Linked DNA regions of Macaca mulatta: region 2 is linked to region 1. Evidence: chromatin contacts called from public Hi-C data. All regions are on one chromosome and are shown on one strand. Each heading gives the region's core, a stretch centred on a gene start, on an enhancer-like site or on the middle of the called end of the contact. The rest is flanking DNA. Distances are from core to core; before and after follow the strand shown. Region 1 holds the start of MRPL48 (mitochondrial ribosomal protein L48). Region 2 holds the start of COA4 (cytochrome c oxidase assembly factor 4 homolog).

What was found. A called contact is a pair of places that touch in the nucleus more often than the background predicts.
Region 2: a Hi-C map of fetal cortical plate shows a contact between it and region 1, with 1.6 times the contacts expected there. The contact joins the promoter of COA4 here to the promoter of MRPL48 in region 1. A contact is called at or near these places in 2 of 14 Hi-C or Micro-C datasets (fetal cortex germinal zone and fetal cortical plate).

The regions. Positions count from the first base shown.
Region 1 is chr14:74,180,483-74,186,300 of T2T-MMU8v2.0, forward strand. It overlaps MRPL48 (mitochondrial ribosomal protein L48), which reads left to right and starts at 2,537. Exons shown (of 8, transcript XR_013404106.1): 1 at 2,537-2,641.
Region 2 is chr14:74,274,303-74,280,120 of T2T-MMU8v2.0, forward strand. It overlaps COA4 (cytochrome c oxidase assembly factor 4 homolog), which reads right to left and starts at 3,418. Exons shown (of 2, transcript NM_001193378.1): 1 at 3,349-3,418; 2 at 1-28. The coding sequence starts at 12. PAAF1 (proteasomal ATPase associated factor 1) reads left to right here and starts at 3,598. Exons shown (of 12, transcript NM_001265839.1): 1 at 3,598-3,661; 2 at 5,692-5,732. The coding sequence starts at 3,615. MRPL48 (mitochondrial ribosomal protein L48) reads left to right here. Exons shown (of 8, transcript XR_013404106.1): 8 at 1,061-1,670.

The sequences.
Region 1 (5,818 bases), core at 1,287-3,786:
AATAAATACATACATAAGCTGAGCTTGATTGTATTCCTTTGTAGTCCCAGATACTCAGGAGGCTGAGGCAGAAGAATCACTTGAGCCCACAAGTTTGAGGTTACAGTGAGCTATGATCACGCCACTACACTCCAGCCTGGGCAGCAGAGCAAGACCCTGTCTCAAAACAACAACGAAGAAACAATCAAATATGAATAAGGTATAAATATCCTTGACCTTGGGAAGTTCATGGTTTATAGAAGGATGAAGTAAAAAGAAGAACTTGGTACTTGGAAAGCGGCCTGTGTTGAGCTGTCTTGGTTTCCCCAAATGGGTGGGAGGCTTTGTTTTTAGAGGCTGAAGACAAAATAAGCCAGAGAAGCTACTAAATGTTAGATATGCAGGGATTTCTGCTTACATCTATATGAAAGTGTCCCTCTGGGAAGCTCAGTAAACGCACTCCTTTATAACATATAACATCAACAACAGAGCTTTGCAACAATAATATCCATTCCAGTACGTTCATGGATATTGCTGAGGTGCGTTTATATTTATATATGCTAATTTCAGCTTCCTTTTGGGTTCTAGATTCTTGACCTTTGAAAATATTCTAATTGTTAGCTGGGCGCGGTGGCTCACGCCTATAATCCCAGCACTTTGGGAGGCCAAGGCAGGCTGACAACCAGGTCAGGAGATTGAGACCATCCTGGCTAACACGGTGAAACCCCATCTCCACTAAAAATACAAAAAATTAGCCAGGCGTGGTGACAGGCGCCTGTAGTCCCAGCTGCTTGGGAGGCTGAGGTAGGAGAATGGCATGAACCCAGGAGGCAGAGGCTGCAGTGATTGGGCCACTGCGCTCCAGCCTGGGCGACACAGCAAGACTCTGTCTTGAAAAAAAAAAAAAAATTCTAGTTGTTTTGGGAATCCTTGTATCTTCATACAAAGGACTAACCGTCTCCTTCTTCCTTCTTTTTCCTTTTTCCTTACTTACCCCAGAGAGTGTATTAACATGAAGATGGATTTGTATCTTTTTTTTTTTTTCCCCAGACGGAGTCTTGTTCTGTGGCCCAAGCTGGAGTGCAATGGCACCATCTCAGCACACTGCAGGCTCTGCCTCCCGGGTTTAAGCGATTCTCCTTCCTCAGGCTCCTGAGTAGCTGGGATTACAGGCATGCACCGCTACGCCCGGCTAATTTTTGTATTTTTAGTAGAGATGGAGTTCACCATTTTGCTCAGGCTGGTCTCAAACTTGTGATCCGCCTGCCTCGGCCTCCCAAAGTGCTCGGATTATAGGCATGAGCCACCACACCCGGCCATGTATCTTATTAGATTGTATTTACCTGGACTAGACAAGGAAAGAAACTCTGGCTGCCAACCTGCCCTTTTGCAAACCTATAGTCACAATCCCATAACACAGATGAAGCACAGGCACTGAAATGAAACAGCTCACCACTTATATAACATTATGTTAGCTAGGTACCTTCTTCCTGTCTCCGTTCCTCATCTGTGAGATGGGTATAATGATCCTCAGCCTCATAGGGTTATTGGAAAGACTGAATGAACCCATAAAGAACCGACCTGGCACATACTAGCATTTGATTGATTTTTTTTTTTTTCTTATTTAAAATTTCACTTCTAAAACCCCAGTAGCATTTATTAGGCAACAATCAATCACTGTACTGGAGGAGGTATGGCTGGTCCATTATATTTCCAAGCATAATTAATTGTCATATCTGTGTTACCTCAGTACTTTGCACACAATTCTGGTATTTCACTTACCATACTAGATACTAATTATTTGTTACTAGATACTAATTATTTTTTACTATTATTTTGATTGAGTTTCTCAAGGACTGAGATCCTGATTGATTAATTTATTCCAGCATCTAGCACGGACGTGGAAATCTGACTTCTAACCTCAATTTAAGAGATGATTGGTCCGGCCCGGTGGCTCACGCTTGTAATCCTAGCACTTTGCGAGGCCGAGGCGGGCGGATCACCTGAGGTCGGGAGTTCAAGACCAGCCCGACAAACATGTAGAAACCCCATCTCTACTAAAAATACAAAAATTAGGCGGGCGTGGGGGCGCGCGCCTGTAATCCCAGCTACTTGGAGACAGGAGAATTGCTTGAACCAGAGAGGCGGAGGTTGCAGTGAGCTGAGATCATGCCACTACACTCCAGCCTGCGAAACAGAGCGAGACTCCGCTTCAAAAAACAAAAAAAGTCAGATCTGTGCTAGACGCTGAAAGGAATTAATCAGACAGGATCTCAGTCTTTTAAGAACTTTCAAATACAGAGAAGAGGTGGTAACAAATCATTAGTGTATAATATTGTAAGTGAAAAATCAGAAATGTGTGCTAAGTACTGGGGTAACATAGAGATGGTAATTAATTCTGCCTGGAGAAACAGCAGTGAATGTGACAACCTGAGTGAGGGCGGAAAGCAGGAGAATTTCTAGACGCTGAATTTCAGAAGCTTCCGGAACTAAAATGATGCGGAAGTTGAGTGAGTCTCGGTGGGATATTGTTGCTGCACCTGGTCAAGGCTGTTCCGTCAGTGTTTTCAGACGCCCTGGGAACGCGGCTGCAGGGGCGGGTCTTCAGTTTGCACAGCTAGAGGCCGCGCAGTAGCAAAGGATGAGCGGAACCTTGGAAAAGGTAACGTAGATTCCACGCACGCGGGGCTTGGTGAGATGGTGGAGAGTGGATAGCGGGGAGGTGGCGGCGGGGGGATATCCGGGGATAAGACACTGGGGCGCCCAAGGTCCTTCCCAGCAGCACATGTGGCTGCCTGGCGGTGAAGGGACTGAGCAGATTCCTTTCCACCCGGGGCGAACTCTGCGGAGGCGAGCCGTGCCACGCCCACACCACACACCACTCTCTCCACCCAGTGCCTGGAAAAGGGAGAGCTCTGCGATGGGAATCACACCAGGATACGGTCCCGATTAACTGTGTGACCTTGGGCAGGTCATTTTATATTTGCATTTAGTTATCAACTTCCATAATTTTTTCTAAGAATGCAGTTTTGACTTGCTGAACTGATGAGGATGTGAAGCTACCTGGTAATAAGGAAAGAGTAGTAATAAACTACGTTTTCGTTCCTCCCTTCCCCTCCCCTCCCCCTCCCCCTCCCCTCCCCCTCCCCTCCCCCCTCCCCTCCCCCTCCCCCCTCCCCCTCCCCCCTCCCCTCCCCCTCCCCCCTCCCCCTCCCCCCTCCCCTCCCCCCTCCCCCTCCCCTCCCCTCCCCTCCCCTTCCCTCTCCCCTCCCTTTTCTTTCTTCTCGGATTTCGCTCTGTTGCCCAGGCTGCTTGGCTCATCACAACCTTCGCTTTCCGGGTTCAAGCGATTCAGCTGCCTCAGCCTCCCGAGTAGCTGGGACTACAGGCGCGCAAGACACTATGCCTGGCTAATTTTTGTATTTTTAGTAGAAACGGGGTTTCACTGTGTTGGCCAGGCTGGTCTCGAACTCCTGACCACGTGATATGCCCGCCTCGGCCTCCCAAAGTGCTGGGATTACAGGCGAGAGCTACCGCACCCCGCAAATTAACTACATTTTCATTTCCAAAACCTTATTTAAGTGACTGTCATAAAATCGTATGAACCACTATAAATGTGTTCCTTGGCTTTCTCCTATTCCCTTAAGAGATTTAACAGATTTCATTTGTGCTCTTTCAGTTGTATCATGCTGCTTAGATTAATGGCTCATTTTAGCAATTTATATTAAAATTTTGTTTTAGGCATTAGTTGTGGAGACTATTATTTCCATGATTCATAGGTCAGCATGGTCGTTGCAGCTCATGGATCTACCTATGGTTACCTTGGGGCTGCCCTTGAATGTGTAAGGGCCCACGCCTCACTTCATCCTTTATGAAACAATTCAGTTGTTCACCTGAGCCAGTTTGTAAGAATTTGGCCAAATATAGTGCCAAGATAATAGAAAAAAATTCAGAAAGTTTCAAAATTCCATTGTTAAAGATGGTCACACTGGTGACTACACTCCTTGATTTGCCTTGGTTGCAAGAAATGCTAAAAGGGAGGGAATAAAATAGTATCAAGGAATACTATTTGCAACCATTTGGTTCTCCATGTGTCACCATGTTGCTCAGACTGATCTGGAACTCCTGGAAAAGAGCCCATGGAAATCTGTCATTAAGGCCAGCATCTGACATGGGTATATAGAGCCTCCTTAGTTGCTTTAGTCAGCTAACCTTGTCATTATTTGCCAAATGTAAGTCTGTCTCAAAGTGTTAGTTAATACTTTACATTTATAAGGAAGGTCATAGGATTTGTGTCAGACAGTTCTATCTCTTGTTATGACTTTGGGCAAGTTATTTCACTTCACTGCTTGTGTTTCCTATCTGTAAAAGCAGATGATGCCCACCACATGGAATTGTAGAGATTATAGAGAATAATGTAGATAGGAGTATTTTGTAAGGTCTGAAGGATGATGCAAATAAGAATATTGATATTATTCTAGGCTGGGCGCGGTGGCTCAAGCCTGTAATCCCAGCACTTTGGGAGGCCGAGGTGGGTGGATCACGAGGTCAGGAGATCAAGACCATCCTGGCTAACATGGTGAAACCCCGTCTCTACTAAAAATACAAAAAACTAGCCAGGCGTGGTGGCGGGCGCCTGTAGTCCCAGCTACTCGGAGGCTGAGGCGGGAGAATGGCGTGAACCCGGGAGGTGGAGCTTGCAGTGAGCCGAGATCATGCCACTGCACTCCAGCCTGGGCGACACAGCGAGACTCCATCTAAAAAAAAAAAAAAAAAAAAAGAATATTGATATTATTCTATAGTTAATAAATTTTCATTTACATAATTTCATTTGATCTTCACAATAGCACGAGATAATCCTGGCAGATGAGGAAATGGAAGCCTCATGTCTGGTATATAATAGAGACTTCAGTGTCATACTGATGCCTTGAATGAATGACTGGAACCTAGGGTTTGTTTTTGTTTAGAGACAGGGTCTCACTTTGTTACCCAGGCTAGAGTGCAATGGTACAATCATAGTTTACTAAATTCTTGAACTCCTGGGCTCAAGTGATTCTCTTCACTCAGCCTCATGAGTAGCGGGGATTACAGGTACACACCACCATGCTCAGCTAATTTTTTTTTTTTGAGACAAGAGTCTCGCTCTGTCACCCAGGCTGGAGTGCAGTGGCATGATCTCGGCTCACTGCAAGCTCCCCCTCCTGGGTTCACGCCATTCTTCTGCCTCAGTCGCCTGAGTAGCTGGGGCTACAGGCGCCCGCCACCATGCCCGGCTAATTTTTTGTATTTTTAGTAGAGACGGGGTTTCACTGTGTTAGGCAGGATGGTCTCGATCTCCTGACCTTGTGATCCGCCCGCCTTGGCCTCCTAAAGTGCTGGGATTACAGGCGTGAGCCACTGTGCCCGGCTGCTCAGCTAATTTTTTTATTTTTAGTAAAGATGGGGTCTTGCCTTGTAGTCCAGGCTAGTTTTGAACTCCTGGTTTCAAGCAATCCTCCCACCTTGGCCTCCCAAAGTTCTGGGATTACAGATATGAACCACAGCTCCCAGACCAAACCTAGATTAGTTGTACCCCTCCTAAGACCCAACCACCTTTTCTTTTCTTTTCTTTTTTTGAGACAGGGTCTCACTTTATTGCCCAGGCTGTAGTGCAGTAGCACAATCTTGGTTCACTGCAGCGCTGATCTCCTGGGCTCAGGTGATTCTCCCACCTCAGCCTCCCGAGTTGCTGGGACTGCAGGCACCTGCCACCACGCCTGGCTAATTTTTGTACTTTTTGTAGAGACAGGGTTTCGCTATTTTGCCCAGGCTGGTCTGGAACTCCTGGGCTCAAGCAATC
Region 2 (5,818 bases), core at 2,168-4,667, 95 kb after region 1:
TGAGGTTGACATCCTGGGGATGGGGAGTCTATAGAACATTAACAGAGACAAGGTTAGAGTGGGGATATAATATGTAAGGTTCCTAGATTATAAATAGCACTGACCAGACTGCACCGTTTAGCCTGTTTATGTCTCCCGTGGGAGACTCGAAGCTTGCAGACAGATGCTTGTGTTTTGTTTCATTTTGTTTTTTAAGGGTGTCTTGCTTTGTTGCCCAGGCTCACTGTAGCCTCCATCTTTAGGGATCAAGCCATCCTTCCGCCTCAGTTCCTCCCCAGCCAGAGTAGCTGGGACTACAGGTGTGCACCACCACACTCAGCTAATTTTTTTCATTTTTTGATAGATACAAGGTTTTTCCATGTTGCTCAGCATGGTCTCAAAACCCTGGGCTGAAGCGATCCTCCTGCCTTGGCCTCCTGAAGTGCTGAGATTACAGGTGTGAGCCAACTGTGCCCAGCTGATGTTTGTCTTGATTTACCTTTGTGCCTCCAGCACTAGGCCTAGCTGAGAGCAGGCCTGCAAAGTGGTTTGAACTGAATGAGATAAACCATGTGAGAATGCTTGACATAACATTCAATAAGTTCAATGGATTTTGCTATTGGAATATTAATTAGGTGAAATGTCATCTTTTTAGATAAGCTATCTCTGATCTACCTAAAGAGAACTAAACTTTCAGCTAGGTACGATGGCTCAAACCTGTAAGCCTAGCATTTTGGGAGGCTGAGGAAGGAAGATCCCTTGAGCCCAGGAGTTTGAGACCAGCCTGGGTTATGGCAAGACCTCATCTCTACAAAAAAATTTTAAAATGACTGGGTACGGTGGCTCACGCCTATAATCCCAGCACTTTGGGAGACTGAGGTGGTTGGATTACCTGAGGTCGGGAGATCAAGACCAGCCTGACCAACATGGAGAAAGCCTGTCTCTACTAAAAATACAAAATCAGCCAGGCATCGTGGCGTATGCCTGTAATCCCAGCTACTCAGGAGGCTGAGGCAGGAGAATCGTTTGAACCCGGGAGGCGGAGGTTGTGGTGAGCCGAGATCACACCACTGCACTCCAGCCTGGGGAACAAGAGTGAAACTCTGAGGCCTCAAAAAAAAAAAAAAAATAAGAAAGAAAGAAAAAAAATTTAAAAATTAGCTGGGCATGGTGGCACACACTTGTAGTCCCAGGTTCTCAAGAGGCTGAAGAGGGAGAATCCCTTGAGCCCAGGAGTTGAAAGGCTGCAGTGAGCTATGATGCTGCCACTATACTCCAGCTTAGGTGACATGGTGAGACCCAGTTTCAAATAAATAAATAACTGTTCTTCTTTTATCCTGCTAGTCTTATTCTATGCTGAAGAACAAAGTTTAAAAAGTGAAAGAGGCTGGATGTGGTGGCTCACACCTGTAATCCCAACACTTTGGGAGGCCGAGGCAAGTGGAGCACGAGGTCAGAAGTTCAAGACCAGCCTGGCCAAGATGGTGAAGCCCCATCTCCACTAAAAATATAAAAATTAGGTGGGCACGATGGCAGGTGCCTGTAATCCCAGCTACTTGGGAGGCTGAAGCAGGAGAATCGCTTTAATCCAGGGGACAGAGGTTGCAGTGAGCCAAAGATTGCACCACTGCACTCCAGCCTGGGCGACAGAGTGAGACTCCGTCTCCAAAACAAACAAACAAAAAAACAAAGTGAAAGGGTGCCCAAATATGGGTAGGTTTTGGCACATGGGAAGGATAGAAAGAGCTCAGTGTGGCTGTAGCATACACCATGCAGAAACCTGGCCTCTGCATCTATAAGGTGAAATGGCTTTGTAAACTATACAAAAATGTGAGATGTATTTATTTGCCCAAACTGTCATGCCCATCTGCATCAGAACACTCAGCAGAAAGCAGCATACAGAAGGAACTTAAGATCTGAAGAGAAATGACTTCAGCCTTTGCAAAAATTTCACCATGATGGGCTGTAAAGAAACTAGAAGGACTCCTTATTACCTTTACTGTGTCTCTCATTCACTCAACCAATGATTAAGTACCTATCATGTACCAGGCACTATGCTAGTGCTGAGGATTCAAGAGTGTCTAAGTCAGTTAAGTTCCTGGCTTCATGGAGTTTACAACCTAGACAAGGAGACAGGGCAGTTTACTATGCAGTGTACAGATAGCGAAGACTGGGACCACAGTGGAGGGATACCTAATCCAGACAAGGGCAGGAATAGCAGGGAAGGCTTCCTAGAGGAAGTGATTTCCAAGCTGAAACTTGACATATGGAACAAAAGTTAGCCAGAGATGGGAAAACTATTTTTGGTCAATGGAAGAGCAGGTGGTTGAGATAGAATCTGATACATGAGAGAAAAAAAAAAAGTTCAGTGATGGGAAAATAGAGTATCAGAACAAGACAATATTAAACTGGTGGGCTTTGTAGGACATAGTAGGGAATTTAAGACTTTTTATTCTGAGGGCAATGGGGAAGTCACAAGAGGGAGTCAGGCACTTTACACAACTCATTTGCCTTGGAGGCAGTATAACTTAAGCAGGAGGGGGAAAATGGGCTTTGAAACAGACTCGGACCTAGCTTTGTCACTGCCTCATTTGGTGTCCTTGGACACGTCATTTGATAACCTCTCTGGAAACACAGAGATGAAGCTGGGTGCCATGGCTCACGCCTGTAATCCAGCACTTTGGGAGACTGAGGCTGCAGGATGGTTTGCGCCCAGCCTGGGCAACACTGCGAGCCGTGATCATGCCACTGCATCCCAGCCTGGGTGACAGCGGGAGACCCTGTCTCAAAAAAAAGATAAGGTTTGTAAGGAGGCTAGTACGTCTAAAGAGTTCAATAAATGATAGTTTTCTCTTCCTAAACAGGCCAGCAGCAAATAATTTAGAGAAAGAACAGTGGAATGGAAAGTGCCTTGGATCCTAAACCAAGAGATCCGTATTCGAATCCCAGCACTACGCCTTACTATGTAAACTTTTTCATTTTAGTTTCCCCATTAATAATATTTAATTCGCACAATAGAATGAAGATTAACGAATGAAAAGTGCTTGGGCTACAACAGGACTCAGTAAATGCTACTGTACTCTCCTCTCACCACCTTCTGGCTTCAGTCTCCGGAGTAAAATGAGGACGACCCCTGCTCAGAGATCAGGGTAGGCTAGATGGTTGGCAGCTGGATCGTGGAGGCTGGCCTAAACTAGGAAGTCATGCAAAGGATCTTAAAGCAGACAAATGCTGGCAGCCACGAGGCCTGAAGCGCCTCAGGGGCATCGCGGACTTTGAACTTTGAGGACGCATGCGCGCGCGCGGCCGCTAATCGCTGCACCTTTGGGCCCGCAACGCCTTCTGAAGAACGCGGTATGCGATGCTCACCGAATAGGTGGGAGAAGAGGGCCCGAACACACGCTCCTACGCAGCGGCTTGAGCTTCGCGGGCGGTTGAGGGTCCTCTGTCCATCCTTCCGGGAACCAGCCCCTCGTGTGGAGCGCGCACACGGAAGGGGCGGGGAACGTGAAAAAGGCACGTTTTCACTGGTGGCCTCTCGGTGTTGAGCCCACCCTCTGTCCTCGCCGCACCCTTCTCGGGGACCCACTTCCGGGAAGGGGCGGAAGAGGTGGGCTGGTGGAGGCGGGGTCGAGATGGCGGCGCCTTTGAGGATTCAGAGCGACTGGGCGCAAGCCCTAAGGTGAATCCAGGCCCAGGACAGAGTCAGAGGAGGAGGGTAGTGGATGTTGCTTTTGCGTCAAGAAAAGCCATGCCTGGTCCAGGATATCAATAGGGGTTACTTCATCAATTGTTGAGGGATATGGAGGGAATAGGGTCCGGAAAAAGAATTGTCAAACCCGTGTGGTCATTCTCTGAAAAGCTATCCCCAGGTCAAGGGAGCACATGAGTTGTGTGATCCCCGCGTCAGAATTAGTATCAGTGAGTTGGAGAAAGACAGGGGTACTGGAAGGCAGGAAGGCTCTTGGCCAAGCAGTCATTTAGCAAATATTGATTAGTCGTCAGTTATTTCCAGAAGTCCCTGTACTCACCACTACTTTGTGCATGTGATGGAACCTTTGTATTCTCCTAGGCCCCTTAATGCTATATTGGGCATACTGGACGATACTATTAAGGAAACTAACACTATGTCCAGGCCCCGTACTGGATGCTTGGTGGAGCTCAGATGTATACTCTAAATATAAGTGATGGTTCCTGCTCTTAAGAAGCTGACATCCAAGCCGGGTGCGGTGGCTCATGCCTGTAATCCCAGCAGTTTGGAAAACTGAGATTGGTGGATCATTTGAGGTCAGAAGTTCAAGACTAGCCTGACCAACATGGTGAAACCCTGTCTTTACTAAAAATACAGAAATTAGCCGGGTGTGGGAGTGGGCACCTATAATCCCAGCTACTCTGGAGGCTGAGGCAGGAGAATCGGTTGAACCCAGGAGGTGGAGGTTGCAGTGAGCTGAGATTGCACCACTGCACTCCAGCCTGTGTGACAGAGCGATACTCATCTCAAAAAAAAAGAAAAGCTGAAATCTTAAGTAGGAATACACAGCCAACTATTCATTCATAAAACGTTTATTGATCTTATACTGTGCCAGTTGTTTCTCTAGGAATCAGGATGGATATAGCAGTGCCATATTTGTCAACTGCTACTGCTAATAAGGGTTTTTCAAATTGAAACAATGGTGAAGATGAATGAAACAGCCTTCTGCATTTAAGAAATTTTCACCTTACTAAATTTATACCTTACTTAATTTAGGTGGGCTAAAATACAGACTAGTTGCTAGTACACAGAATGTGATAAGTAGTAAAGAACAATAACATGGCCGGGCACGGTGGCTCAAGCCTGTAATCCCAGCACTTTGGGAGGTCGAGACGGGCGGATCACTAGGTCAGGAGATCGAGACCATCCTGGCTAACACGGTGAAACCCCGTCTCTACTAAAAAATAAAAAAAACTAGCCGGGCGAGGTGGCGGGCGCCTGTAGTCCCAGCTACTCAGGAGGCTGAGACAGGAGAATGGCCCGAACCCGGGAGGCGGAGCTTGCAGTGAGCTGAGATCCAGCCACTGCACTCCAGCCTGGGCGACAGAGCGAGACTCCGTCTCAAAAAAAAAAAAAAAAAAAAAAAAGAACAATAACATGAAGTTCCACTAGGTACCTATAAGAAAGTACAGCACCAGAATCAGAAGGCTTAACTTGGCCAAGATCATGCATCTCATCAAATGATAGAGGGTTACTGTCAACCTAGATGTTTCTGTCTTAAAAGCATAGACCCTTTCCATTAGACCCTAAAAGTGCTAGGGTGAAGAGATCAGGATTTGGATGATTGGGCAGGTGCCGAAATAATAAAAGGAATCTTGTTTGGTTATTGTGAGAGTTAATGATTGTATATGGAAAGTGCTTAGCACAGGGCTTGGTTTACAATAATCCTGATAAATATCTAATTAGATAACCTTGATTTTTCAAAGTGAGCTCACTGTTGATGGATGAGCATTAATTTAAACAACAGATATCTATTCATTAAATAGTTAATCCACAAATACTTCTTGAACAAATAAAGTTTGTCTGTGTTAGAATGATGTATACCTGATGAGAGGTTGAACTAGCTCGTGTCTAAGTACTGTGACCAAACTGGAGGTTACATGACCTTCTTTCTTCCCTTGTAACTATGGGATCCTGTTCAACTTTGGTGAGCCTAATTAAGCTTTTGTCTTTCTTCATAGGAAGGATGAAGGGGAGGCCTGGCTGAGCTGTCATCCCCCAGGTAATACCCTATATGCTGTCACTTTAAAGAAGAAGGATTATTACCCTTAAAAGAAAGCTTCCTATTTTCTCTTGGCCCAGCCTCCT